3 separate regions of the Rattus norvegicus genome follow, and regions 1 and 3 are each linked to region 2. Evidence: chromatin contacts called from public Hi-C data. All regions are on one chromosome and are shown on one strand. The core of a region is the stretch at or near the end of the contact, and the rest is flanking DNA. Distances in the headings are between cores, read along the strand shown. Region 1 has its middle 10 kb from the start of Icos. Region 2 overlaps Raph1 (Ras association (RalGDS/AF-6) and pleckstrin homology domains 1). Region 3 has its middle 43 kb from the start of Ctla4.

What was found. A called contact is a pair of places that touch in the nucleus more often than the background predicts.
Region 1: a Hi-C map of mammary epithelial cells shows a contact between it and region 2, with 3 times the contacts expected there. The contact joins two enhancer-like sites. A contact is called at or near these places in 4 of 12 Hi-C or Micro-C datasets (frontal cortex, liver, mammary epithelial cells and 1 more).
Region 3: a Hi-C map of liver shows a contact between it and region 2, with 4 times the contacts expected there. The contact joins two enhancer-like sites. A contact is called at or near these places in 7 of 12 Hi-C or Micro-C datasets (the Rat2 cell line, frontal cortex, hepatocytes and 4 more).

The regions. Positions count from the first base shown.
Region 1 is chr9:69,865,458-69,869,715 of GRCr8, reverse strand. It overlaps a transcript of Icos not described here. Among named protein-coding and RNA genes, the nearest start is that of Icos, 10 kb to the left of the region's middle. Within about 2 kb of position 1,460, at least 1 of the 93 cell types and tissues checked has an H3K27ac peak or open chromatin away from gene starts, as enhancers often do.
Region 2 is chr9:69,422,820-69,427,056 of GRCr8, reverse strand. It overlaps Raph1 (Ras association (RalGDS/AF-6) and pleckstrin homology domains 1), which reads left to right. Exons shown (of 14, transcript NM_001108798.2): 5 at 2,732-2,809; 6 at 3,341-3,500. It also overlaps a transcript of Abi2 not described here. Among named protein-coding and RNA genes, the nearest start is that of Raph1, 59 kb to the left of the region's middle. Within about 2 kb of position 2,421, at least 5 of the 93 cell types and tissues checked have an H3K27ac peak or open chromatin away from gene starts, as enhancers often do. A contact at or near this core is called in liver, where this site is marked.
Region 3 is chr9:69,768,357-69,772,497 of GRCr8, reverse strand. No RefSeq gene overlaps it. Among named protein-coding and RNA genes, the nearest start is that of Ctla4, 43 kb to the left of the region's middle. Within about 2 kb of position 2,452, at least 26 of the 93 cell types and tissues checked have an H3K27ac peak or open chromatin away from gene starts, as enhancers often do. A contact at or near this core is called in liver, where this site is marked.

The DNA of each region.
Region 1 (4,258 bases), core at 211-2,710, 440 kb before region 2:
TTGGTGACTCTTCACTGTGCATACAGGAGTAGAGTGCCTTAAACATAAAGAACAAAGGTAATCATATTGCTAACAATGAGCTTTTTATTTTTTTAAAGAATTATTTATTTCATGTATGTGAGTACACTGTAGCTGTCTTCAGACACACCAGAAGAGGCATCAGATCCCATTACAGATGGTTGTGAGCCACCATGTGGTTGCTGGGAATTGAACTCAGGACCTCTGGAAGAGCAGCCAGTGCTCTTAACCACTGGGCCATCTCTCCAGCCCTACAATGAACTTGAGAATATGCCCAGAAAATGTTCTCATTTGCTTGGCTGTTAGTTCCACTGCACCTCACTATTTTCATTGTGAACCTGAGGCTTATTGCTCCTTTCTCCCCAAAACCTCCATGTTCAGCCTCCTGGCCCTTTAAACTCCCCAATAATCCCACCCCTTATATAACTGAGTGTCAGACCCCTACATACCTACTTGTGACTCTCGGGAGCACAGAGAATCTACTAATTCATAAGCGATTTTATGTGTAAAAAAGAGGGTTTCATAGGTATAGTTCTGTATTTGGATACGGAAACAGGAAGATGGATGGCGCATCAGTTAACATGCTTGCCACACATGTTGGTATTATGTCTAAGCTCCACCCCACAGCTACCTGGCAACAGCCAGGTATGCCTGACTATATAAGGGGCTGCTTGCCCCTCCCCATTCCCTCTTGCTCTTTGCTCTCTTCTCTTCCCTGTTCTTCCTTTGTTCCTTCTCTCTCCTATTCCCCTCCCCGTTGCTTCCTTCCACTTGCTCATGGCCGGCCTTTACTTCTCCCCTCTTCTACTCCTCTTCTCTCATTAAACCTCTCCACATGGAATCATGTGGGTTTGGTGTGTTCTGTCTGGACACAAGCCAAGATTTAAACCCCAACAACACAAGCAAGAGGACTAGACTTTGGATCCCCGGAGTCCATGCAATGGCAAAGTAGGTGTGGGGACTCAGCTGTAATTCCAGTTTCAGAAAGCAGAGATAAAGGATCCCTGGAAAATCTGGCCTCACCATAGTATCAAGCTCTGGGTTTGACTGAGAGACACTGCCTCAGTCAAGAAAGATTCCCAAGATGAACCTCAGCCAAGCACCCCCACCACACACGCAAATACACACACATGTGCACGCACACACACACACATACAAACACACACACACACCATATGTACATGAAAAGAAAACAATTTTAAAATTCCAGATGTAAAATTATTGAGCGTTTCAAATTATCAATGCCCCCTTTCATTTCTGAACTGTTGTTTTATGTCTTGGGTAGACTGCCTTGTGATTTAAGAAAGTCACATGGAACTAGGTCTTCCCCTGTTCTTGACTTCTGAACCACTTGAAAATCAAAGCAAGGCTCTCTCAAAAGTTGGCAGGCCATGACAGGACCTTGAAGGAGGTAAATAGATATCTGCTTGAGGCTCGAGTTATGGCAAGAAAGGTCAGAGCTGCCTGAAAAGCTTAGTGGGGAAGATGCTGTGAAACAGCCCAGAATGCCTTAGTTAGAGGCAAATGGAAGGACTGTTGGAAGGCGGGAAAGTTATTTGCATGGCATGGGGCTGGGCACACAACACCTTAGCACATGATATGCTCACAGGAACAGCTCTGTGCAGACAGATAATATTATAATCTCCATCTCATTAACACAGGGGCCTGTCTCAGAGAAGTTGCTTTACGATAAGCTGTGACCATGGCTGGAACCCAGACAGACCTGCTTCTATGTTAGCACTCTTCGTGTGCTGGGAAGGAAAGAGAAGCAAAGGCTCTGGGGTGTAAGAATTGGCCCTGAAAGTTTGCTTACAGTCCCATCTCTCAGAGGCTATGCTGCCTAAGGAATGCAATTATAAATAACCTTGGACATGGCTAACCACTCTCTGTTCCTCTAATTATAGACACGCAGAAGTATCCATAGCTCTTTGGTTTTGGAGTTTGATAAGCCATGTGGGTATATAAATATTAACAAAGTTTTTTGACAGGTACAGTTATAAAGCCATGAATATTAATGTCACACTTTATTATCCAACTTCCCTGTTTAAATCAGATTAGTTCAGAACAGGATTACTAAGTTTGGAATCAAAACCAAGTTGGACTCCCCAGCTCAGGGCATAAGTGGTTTTCTCAAATGGTTTTCTCAAAATCTCCCAAGGAACATGCAGGAAGGGAGTGTCTTAGGGTTTTACTGCTGTGAACAGACACTGTGACCAACACAACTCTTATAAGGACAACATTTAAGTGGGGCTGGCTTACAGGTTCAGAGGTTCAGTCCATTATCATCAAGGTGGGAGCACGGCAGCACCCAGGCAGGCATGGTGCAGGCAGAGCTGAGAGTTCTACGCCTTTAGCTGAAGGCTGCTAGTGGAAGACCGACTTCCAGACAGCTAGGGCTAGGGTATTAAAGCCCACACCTACAGTGACACACCTACTCTAACAAGGCCATACCTCCAAATATTGCCACTCTGTGGTCCAAACATACAAACCATCACAGAGAGGAAGTAAAAGGAGACTGCCAGAGTGATACTAAATTTCATTCTGAAGAGTGTGTTTTAGAGAGAGAAAGGTGAAGATGATTACTAGGCCTGCCACAGTATAAAGGTATAATCATTTAATCACTCTGGAAAACATGCAGACAGTTCGATGGAACAGAATCAGGTACCTGTGGACACAAGACTTTAAGGCTTGATAAAGCATGTTATATAGACTCATGCACTGGTACCAGAAACCAGGTTCTGAGAAACCAGCTTATCAAAAACTGGACTTGTTACCAGCCTTAAGCTTGACGGGTAGGCTTGGCACTGGTTGTCTGAAGCAGATCCCAGGCTCAGAGTCCAATCCCTCCCCCTGCTCTTAACATTTCTGTGAGTTTCTCATAACCATAAGGCTGCATCCATGCATAAAACTCCAGGTATGGCTGCATATGCCTGTAGCCCCAACATAGTGCAGCAAAGACAGGCGTTTCCTGAGAACTCAGTGGTCAGCAGACTAACCAGAAGAGCAGCTTCCTATTCCACAAGAGATCCTGTCTCTAGGAAGAAGGATGGAGAGTAGTGGAGAAATTCACTTAACATCTGTTCTGGTCCTCCATGTGTGAATGCGCCATACACACACAGAGAGCACACACCCATATACACACATGTACATATACACATGCACGAACACACATGCACAGACATGCATGCACATACATACACAGAGGACACACCTATATACACACATGTACGTATACACATGCACAAACACACATGCATGTACCGTACACACACAGAAAGAGTACACATCCATATACACATATGTACATAAACACATATACGCACATACATGCATCACACACATGTACATGCATCACACACATGTACATGCATAAATGAAATGAAATAGCACCAATGAATAAATCCCTTGGTTTGATAGTAATTAAAAAAGAATAACTATCATGTAACCTTATAAATCAGAAATATAGAATTAATATGTATCTTAAAACAAAACTATTACATTAAGAATCAGGAAATGTTAAATAATAAACTAAAAGTGCTATCTTTGCTTCAATAATTAATCTGGGCGAGATTCTTTTAGTCTGAGGATAAAGAGAACCCATAGTACCAATATTAGAAAGGAAAGGAGCATAGATACTAATGAGTCTTATCTTAATTTTAAAGGAAATGCAACACCAAATAAATACCACATAACTTTTAAAAACATGCCAGGAGTTGCTAATTTTCTAGAACACATAAAATTCGCAGAGAAACGGGAAAATGGAACAGACTATGAACCTGTGAAGAAATCGGAAACAGAACTAAGGAAAGGACCAGCTCAGGATTGAAAACAGACCACCCTACAAACGAACCTCAGTGGCCCTCAAAACACAGAGTTTCCAGGGTATGTAAAGTGGTCTGGAATCAAAATCTGGCATTGTGAGGCTGACATAGTATTAATAGGAAGGTATAACCAAGACGAATCAGAGGCAAACCATGGACCATGAGCATACATGCATACATATGTATTTAAGTACTTAATAGATCTAATTTAGCAGCTTATTAAAGAAAATTCACCATATAAAATCAATCCAAATGGCCCAAATGTAGGCAGTTCTCTTTCTCTTTCTTTCTTTTTTTCTTCCTTTCTCATTCTTTTATAATGTGTATGAATGTTTTGCCTGCATATACATCTATGTAGTATGAGAGTGCATGGGGGCCCTTAGAGGCTAGTTTTTGTGACAAACATCATGAGGAAAAGC
Region 2 (4,237 bases), core at 1,172-3,671:
GCTAACCTGTCATGGAATTTGACAAACAGTAAAGGATGGCAGTATGGAAACACCATTATTGTATGAAACTAATCAAAATACAGTATTTATTTTTTTATTTATTCTTAGGGCAGTTTTGTTTATCATCCACTGTACTGTGACAGCAGTAGTTTCACTGCCCTGAAAGGTCTCTGCACTCTGCCTAATAAAGCCTAATAAAGCCTTGCTTCCTTCTTTTTTTTTTTTTTTTTTTTTTTTTGTTTTCTTTTTTTCGGAGCTGGGGACCGAACCCAGGGCCTTGCGTTTGCTAGGCAAGCGCTCTACCACTGAGCTAAATCCCCAACCCCACCTTGCTTCCTTCTTAACCCTGACAATCACTGATCCTTTTTACTGCCCTTTCCAGAGCACAATATACTTGCAATTAATTATATAGTATGTAACTTTTATAGATTGAATTCTTTTATTTATTAATCTGTGGGCCCACAGTGCCCATTTATTGCTTTTATAGTTCATTTCTTTTTAGTGCTGAATAATATTTAATTGCCAGGATGCACCATACTTTTTCTATTCACTTACCAGAGGAAATCTTTGTTGTTTCCAAGATTGGGTGATTCTGAATAAAGCATCTACAAGCATCCATGTGCAGGCATTTGTAGACAGAAATTTGCACTGATTTGAGTGAGCACATAGAAGCATGACTACTGGGCCATGTGGCAATGATGCATGTAATTTTGTGAGAATCAGCCAAATTGTCTTCCGAAGGGGCTAGATTATTGTTTCCTTCTCACTAGCAGTGAGCAGCAGTCCTACATCCTCACCAGCATTTTGTGCTGGGGTGTTGGATTTGGGGCATAGTAAACGTATAAGACTTAACTTGCACTTTCTGGGTGCTAAGGACTATCAACCATCTTTTCATGTTTTCCTGAAGCAATAGCTCAATGCTTAAGAGTTGCTGCTGTTCCAGAGGACACAGGTTCTATTCCCAGAACCCACATAGTGGTTCACAACCATCTGTAGTTCCAGATCCGAGGACCCCAGTGTCCTCTTCTGAACTCTGCAGGCGCCACACATGTGCGGTGCACATACATATATACAGGCCAAGTATATATATACACAAGTATTTTACATACATAAAATATTTTACTTCAAATATTTTACTTTTAGAAGTTTGTGTTTATATTTCAAATATATAAAGCATCGATTCCAATGCCTTCTCCCCCAATAGACTTTAAATTTACTTTTCAGAGATGTACATAAAATGTATAAGAGAATAGATTGGTTAAAAAATTTACATTAAAATTCATCTATTGCTTTATGATGCGATTTATTTGTTTAAAGGAAAGGACTGGGTTATATAATCTTTTAGTCAGAGGAATATGTCTATAATAATCTAAGAACTAAGTATTAATTCTCTTTATTATTAAAATAAAGATCTTTGTTCTTTGACTGTTGGGTTCACAGATAGTGTTTCCAGGTCTTGGTCAGTCTGTTGATTCAGTAGCTCCACGCATTGAAAGGGATCCAATTTCTGGCCCATGAGCCTTCCCCTGCCCTGCCTCTCGGGTCCATGGTCAGTAACTTAAGCTTGCAAAGAGAGACATCGCAGTAGGAAGTGGAAATAGAAGGAAGCTTGCAGGACTTTGGTGACTAGGGAAAATCAGTAAATAAATCTAGCTTTTTCCCTACCCTGGAAGGGTTAGTTCTTTATGAAAACTGACACATGGATTGCGACATTTCAGGCACAATCCAGAGAGGATAAACTATTGCTGATATAATTAGGCTTTCCTTTGTTTTTTAAAGGAAAGGATTAAAGGATTTTAGAAGATGGCAATTATATAGATATTTTAATGTTTTGTACTCAGAAATAGAAAATAAATCTTTATAAACAGAAGTTTACTTACATGAGTTTTCTTTTTAAATTGGAAATTACAGCTACAGTGTTTATTATGGCCTATTGCTGGAACTTATTAGTAAGTACTAGTGTTGAATACTGTATTCTATTAGAAAAAATGGACAATGCTTTATTTTTAGTTCTTTATAATTTTTACGAGAGTTTATAATCTTAGAATTACTTACAATCGTGTTATTTGTAAAGTTATACTTAGCATTTACGAATAGACTTATTGACAGATTAATAAATTTTAATTTACTGATTGTGCTGCATGATTTTCTAAATCAGTAAAACTTAAAATATAAGGCAGCCTCTTGTTTGTATTAGCATATTGGTAAGAATTAATATTTGTACATATACTTTTTGTTGAGGCCTTTATATTTTTATAACAAAGTAGATTGGTTTTGCTATATATATTTTTCCAAAGATCTTAAATTTCCAATGTAACAAAACAAAACACTGTGCAGAAATCTTGCATAACCTCTGGAGGGAGTCTGAATTGAAAGTTGTGTGAGCGTGGCAAATAGGCCAGCAGGAGGAGCTCGTCCGCAGCATTTCCCTAAACCCAGAGCTTGAAAGCTGTTTGCCTTGTGTTGTCAGAATCGAAGTTGGTGTATTACGTGACAGGTGTCTTTCTTTTTCTCTGGAATATGGAAGCTAATCCTGTTGCTGAGCCTGTGCTCTCTTCTTGTGACATGTCTGTTTCATTCTGTGAACAGAGCCACTTTAGAATTGTGCTTTCTATACATGTGCTGCATTGTGTTCTTAATATAGTTCCCTACCAGCGCCATGAGGATGAAGCCTTTGCTGGTCTCCTCACCCTGTGAGCAGCAGTTTATCTGAAATGCTTTGTGTTTGCAGGAAGAACAGGCAGCAAAACTGAAAGCTGAGAAGATCCGAGTTGCTCTGGAGAAAATTAAAGAGGCTCAAGTGAAAAAGGTGACTTGTGGCTCTTTGCTGGGTTTGAAATATTTATCTTAAGGTTTTTCTTTTTTTTGTCCTGTTTTGCTTTATGAAGAATTTTCTTGTTTATATACAATGTTTCTCTAATTTATGAAAAGGTAAAACTATATTCTCCCTGATATCTTTTCACATGTGGGTTTTGTGTGTGAGATGCTTTAAGAAAGTGAGCCTTTGTTTCTAGGCAGGTCCTGGAGTGCTTGACTCCAGAGGCCCACTGCTTACAGCATATCTCATCTGTATTATCCCTCTGATATGATAAGGTTTCTTGCTACTTCCAAAACAAAAGTCAGTAAGACGGAATCATCTTAGCACAATATTTTAAAGGGCTTAAAACATATTTAGGTAGGTTTCTTGATATTCCGATTTTTACCTGTAATAATAGTGTCAGAGTAGTCATTTCTTAATTTATATTTAAAGATATGAATCAGAATGCTATTTAATATTTGAAAAATACTTTTCTAGAATTCCATTTAAGTTACCATTTAATTGCATTTTTACCTGTTGCAGCTGGTGATCAGGGTCCACATGTCTGATGACAGTTCTAAAACAATGATGGTGGATGAGAGACAGACAGTGAGACAAGTGCTGGATAACCTGATGGACAAATCTCACTGTGGCTACAGTTTAGACTGGTCGCTGGTGGAGACAATTTCTGAGTTACAAATGGGTTAGTAATGCCTCTGATTTAATTGTTTATTAGCATCTATGTGACCTCAAACCTTCATATTGACAGAAACATTTTGAGACATTATGTTTTTTCATATAAAATTATCAGGCACTTTATCATTTTTAAATCTTGCTTTTTGACATTTTTCCTAGTGTATCTGGAGAGTTCTTTGAATAAAAGATGAAATTCAATTCACAGCATTTTTTTAAATCATTAAAGCAACAGTTTTAACGATAACAGATGCTTTTTCTTTGGAATAAGAGTTGCATAAATAAATTTACTAAAACTATTATTAAATATTTTTACATTTTCATTTATTTTATATATCTGCATTTATGTATATATGTCATGTGCATGGAGAAGCCAAAAGAGAGTGTCAGGTCCTCAGGCACTAGAGTTAGAGGTGGTTTTGAGTTTCCTCATGATGGTGCTAAGAATTGAACCTGGATGCTCTATAAGAACAGCAAGAATTCTTGATGCTAAGCCGTCTCTCCAGCCCAATACTGTTATTTCCTAGGCTTTGTACACAAGTCTTTAAGGAAAAATAAAGCACATCAACAAATTTCAAAGAACACTTTTAGCATATGTTCAGTAGTGTGTGTGTGTGTGTGTGTGTGTGTGTGTGTGTGTGTGTGTGTATTTTAGTCTGACACACACCACCATCACCACCACCACCACCCTGAACCCATGTTTAAAGAAACACACCCAGTCACAACATGCATCAATAATTCCAGCAG
Region 3 (4,141 bases), core at 1,203-3,702, 350 kb before region 2:
TAACACCTAACTTTCCTGAATTTGGCTTTCCAACTTGCCCTAAACTGCAGCCTAATTGGCCTCTTGGAATATCTTTGCCATCCTTCATTCTTAGTTTTAAAAACAATTCTCAAGGACTGTGGACCTAATTAAATTTTCCAGTCCTTCCCTCCAATCTGGGAAATAGATTTCTCTCTGTGAATGGACAAAGTCTCCTCCTCCACTTCCTGGATTTATGGCCTTGTGCTCCAGCAGAGGCCTCTCCGCAGGCCATTCTGCTCAGCACTACAGGGCTGGAGGAAAGACAGTTCATGAAAAATGCTAACTTTCACATGCCCAGGGATAAGAGCAGGGCCCAGTAGCTCACCTGTTACTGTGCTGGTTACCCATAATATTCTACACCCCCAAATAATCCCTAGCATGGGTTGATAATTAGACACTTTCAGTCACCTTTAGCGCCCACTCTCCAAAGACAGCTTCATGACAGACTGTACGCTGCACCACTGCTCCACCTCTGTGGCCTTTCTTACTGGATGTGGGAACACAGATATGATCCCAAACATGTGCCCTTTTTGAAGATTTGGTTAATAGGCCCTAACCTTTAATAGATGAGCTATACCTTTGGCCCTGTGTGCCCTTTCTGAATGAAGCTCTCTTTCACTAATTTTTATGTACAAAATAGGCTGCCTTATGATATTTTCATGGATAAGTCTCCCCTTCCATTGCCTTCCCTTATCTCCAACCCTGACAGTTTCCTTTCTGCACGCACAAATAAGTTCTCATCTGCCTTTCTGTCTCATCTATACACATATATGAATGTACATTATATGGTAAGCATATGAGAGAACAGTGAGGCTTTGTCTTCTGAGAGGCTCATTTCACTTTGCATGATGATCTCCAGTTCTACATCTTCCTGAAAATGAAACAATGCAGTCTTCACTATGATTGAACAAAACTTCACCACATATGTGATGATGCATATCATATATATTACATATTACATATCATATATATCACCGTCTTTATCATCCAGTAATGAGCATCTAAGTTGGCTTCTTGACCACTGAGAATAGCGTATAGATAAACATGGATGTGCAGGTATCTCGGAGTTATGCTGACTTAGAGTCCTCAGTTACTCAGTCTGGAGTGGTGTGGCTAAAGCATGTAGGAACTGTATCCTTGGCTGTGCTTCTCTGGGAACCTCTGCACAGATTTCCACAGTCACTGCCCCGGTCTCCAGTCTCGTCAGCTGTAAAGAAGGACTCCTTTCTGCCACCCTCTCCTCCGGTCAGCATTTGCTGATTTCTTGGTGACAGGAGAAAGAAGGATCTCAGTGTTGTCTTATTTTGCATTTCCCCAGTGGCTAAGGATGCTGGGCATTTTCTCATTTATTCTCTGCCAATTTGTATTTCTTTAACTCCCTCTTGAACTGCAGTCATGGAACATACAGGGTGGATGATCTTCTCCATCCCTTAAGACTCTTTCCTTTTAAAATCCACTTCATCCCCCTCAAAGCCTCCCCAAATTTCCCTCCATTTGGTGCCTTTCCTTCCTCCATGGATGCTAAGAATATCATCGGAACAATAGAAAGCAGCGGTCACTCCAGCCTCTACCCTCCCCCCCCCCTTTGCAGTCAGCCGTGGGAAAATGCAAGCTTCCCTGGGCTTTTAAATGATGCCTGGGTCATTTAATGTCAGGGGGAAGAATTTCTTGGCTATTAAAAATACATTAACAACTGGGATCCAAGATCTGTGTCTCCTCATGCAATGACATCACTGTGCAATGCTCACCCCCTCCCATTTCATTCCAAAGATATAATTATTGATACTCACAAAAACTGTTGAATCTACAAAGCAATAAGAAACCGCTTTAGTAGGCACGAGGGAGGGAGGGAGAGAGAGAGAGAGAGAGAGAGAGAGAGAGAGAGAGAGAGAGAGAGAGAGAGAGAGAGAGAAAGGACACAACTAATTGATAAAATTCAACAATGGGCTCTCATAGCCTATTCTTACAGTTGCAATGAAGCACGCCGGCCAATAGATGGCAGGCACTGACTGCTCCACAAATGTCTAGTTCCCACCCACATTGAATCAGCCACGTCTAAATTTGCTGTGTCAGGGTGGGATTTTCAGAACCATCCATCCTTGCTACATCCACCAGACGGGTGCTGCAGTTTCTGTCTCTCCACAGCTGTATGGTCACAGAAGAGACCTTGCATTGCGACACATTAAGAAGCCCTTTCTGTTGTTGATGCCCAAGTCCTCAGACAAGGCTGAAGTTCGTCCCACTCTATCTACAGTGGCCAGTCTACGTGTTCTTCAAAATAATGCCCCCTCTTCCTTGTGTATGTCCTTGTCCTTGAGCTTCTCCACATCGTCCACTGTCCCCTCAGCTTTATAGCTCAGACCTAGCCATGATCTATACGGTTATGTTTGCCCTGGTGATGATAGCTTTCCAAGCCTGACCTTTGCCTCAGCACAGGGTGCTTGGTAGAACTAGATAGAAGTCTGCAATCTGTAGGTGAGGAAGAAGGCAGCATGGACTTAGCATGTTCCAGCCTTGTGATCCTGGGACAAAGATAAAATCCAGGGAGGAGCTTTTCAACACACCTGACTGTATCTATCCATTCCTCCTTTGTCTGTCCGAAATTTATTTTGAGTCTACTAGTTTTGTTTGGGAGTGGTGCCTGTTTTCTGCTGGAGTTCAAATCCAGGGCCTCACAAATGCTAGGTAAGCACCCTGCCCCCGAGCCACACACCTGCCCTTTGGTTCTAGTCCTCGGAGTTACAGCTGTGACACATTATTAACTGCGGCTGCGTCGAGAGCTTACATCATCCTATTGTCAACACCGCCAACTCCGCTCCACACACAGAACATTGACATGACGCCCAGATGTCGTTGCAGGAGCACTACTAACAAACTTGGCGTGACTCTAGCAAACCCGTGAAGTAAATTGTTGGTCTCGATTCCCAATTTATCTGTGAGGAAACCAAGGCACAAAGACATTAAATAATTTTGAGGAAAGCCACATGGATTGCCAGGATTTGTGCTGCAGTCACCTGTCCGGAGGCATTACATCCTTAGCAACTGTGCTAAGCTACACCGGGAACTAGCAGTGAGGCACAGAAAGAACTAACTCATCCTCTCTGCCTGTCAAAATGGTGACAGGCTGGCTTGAAGGTGAACGTGAGCTTTAGCTCCTGCCTGAAACATCCTCCTATGGGTCTTTACAAGTCCACACTGGGGGCTGGGGATTTAGCTCAGTGGTAGAGCGCTTACCTAGGAAGCGCAAGGCCCTGGGTTCGGTCCCCAGCTCCGAAAAAAAGAACCAAAAAAAAAAAAAAAAAAAAAAACCACAAGTCCACACTGGCCGAAATAATCCAGTACAGACTTGGTAAGGTTACACAAGCACGAAGGAAGGTTCCAAGAGCTAGGAGTTAATTAGCACAGGTCTCACTACCGAGAGAAGAAGGCTGGGATATGACACTGACTTAGCCTCTGGTCTATGCTTCACATTTTAAAACTAAGAGTAATTCATCATAATAACTACAGAATCTTCCAGGGGAATCTGCTAGACATTACGGGGAGCAGCTTTGACAACTGAGAGGGGCGTGGGGTCCCTCCAAAAACAACAGTGTACACCAGAGCTTCAGTGTTATATCAAACCATGCCTGTAGACACTAGATACAACATAAAATGTAAAGTGCGCTTGGCAGCTACTCAGGAGTTAAAAATAAAATTACCACATGACCCAGTCCACAGTATATACTCCTCCCCCAAATAGATTAAAACAGAGGCTTTACTTATATGTTAATATTCCTAGCAGCCTATGCATAATAGCCCCAAATGAGAAACAACCAAAGTGTCTCCCAACTGATGAAGTTTTTTCAAATGCTTTTTTTTTGTCTGCGTGACAGAATGCAAATTCCTGCTATAAAAGGAATGAAGTTCTGGTGTGTGGTTCAACAGGCATAGACTTAGAGAACACTAGACAAGGTAAAATAAAGAAGACATGGGAACCGTCATGGGTGTCCTGGTAGGCGGTAACAAATTCATAGAGACAGAAATAGAGGTGAAGAGTGTCTGAGAGGAAGGAGACTGGACACTGCTGTCTACTAGGCACAGAGGTACCATTTGGGATGGAGGTTCTGCAAACAGTAGTGGT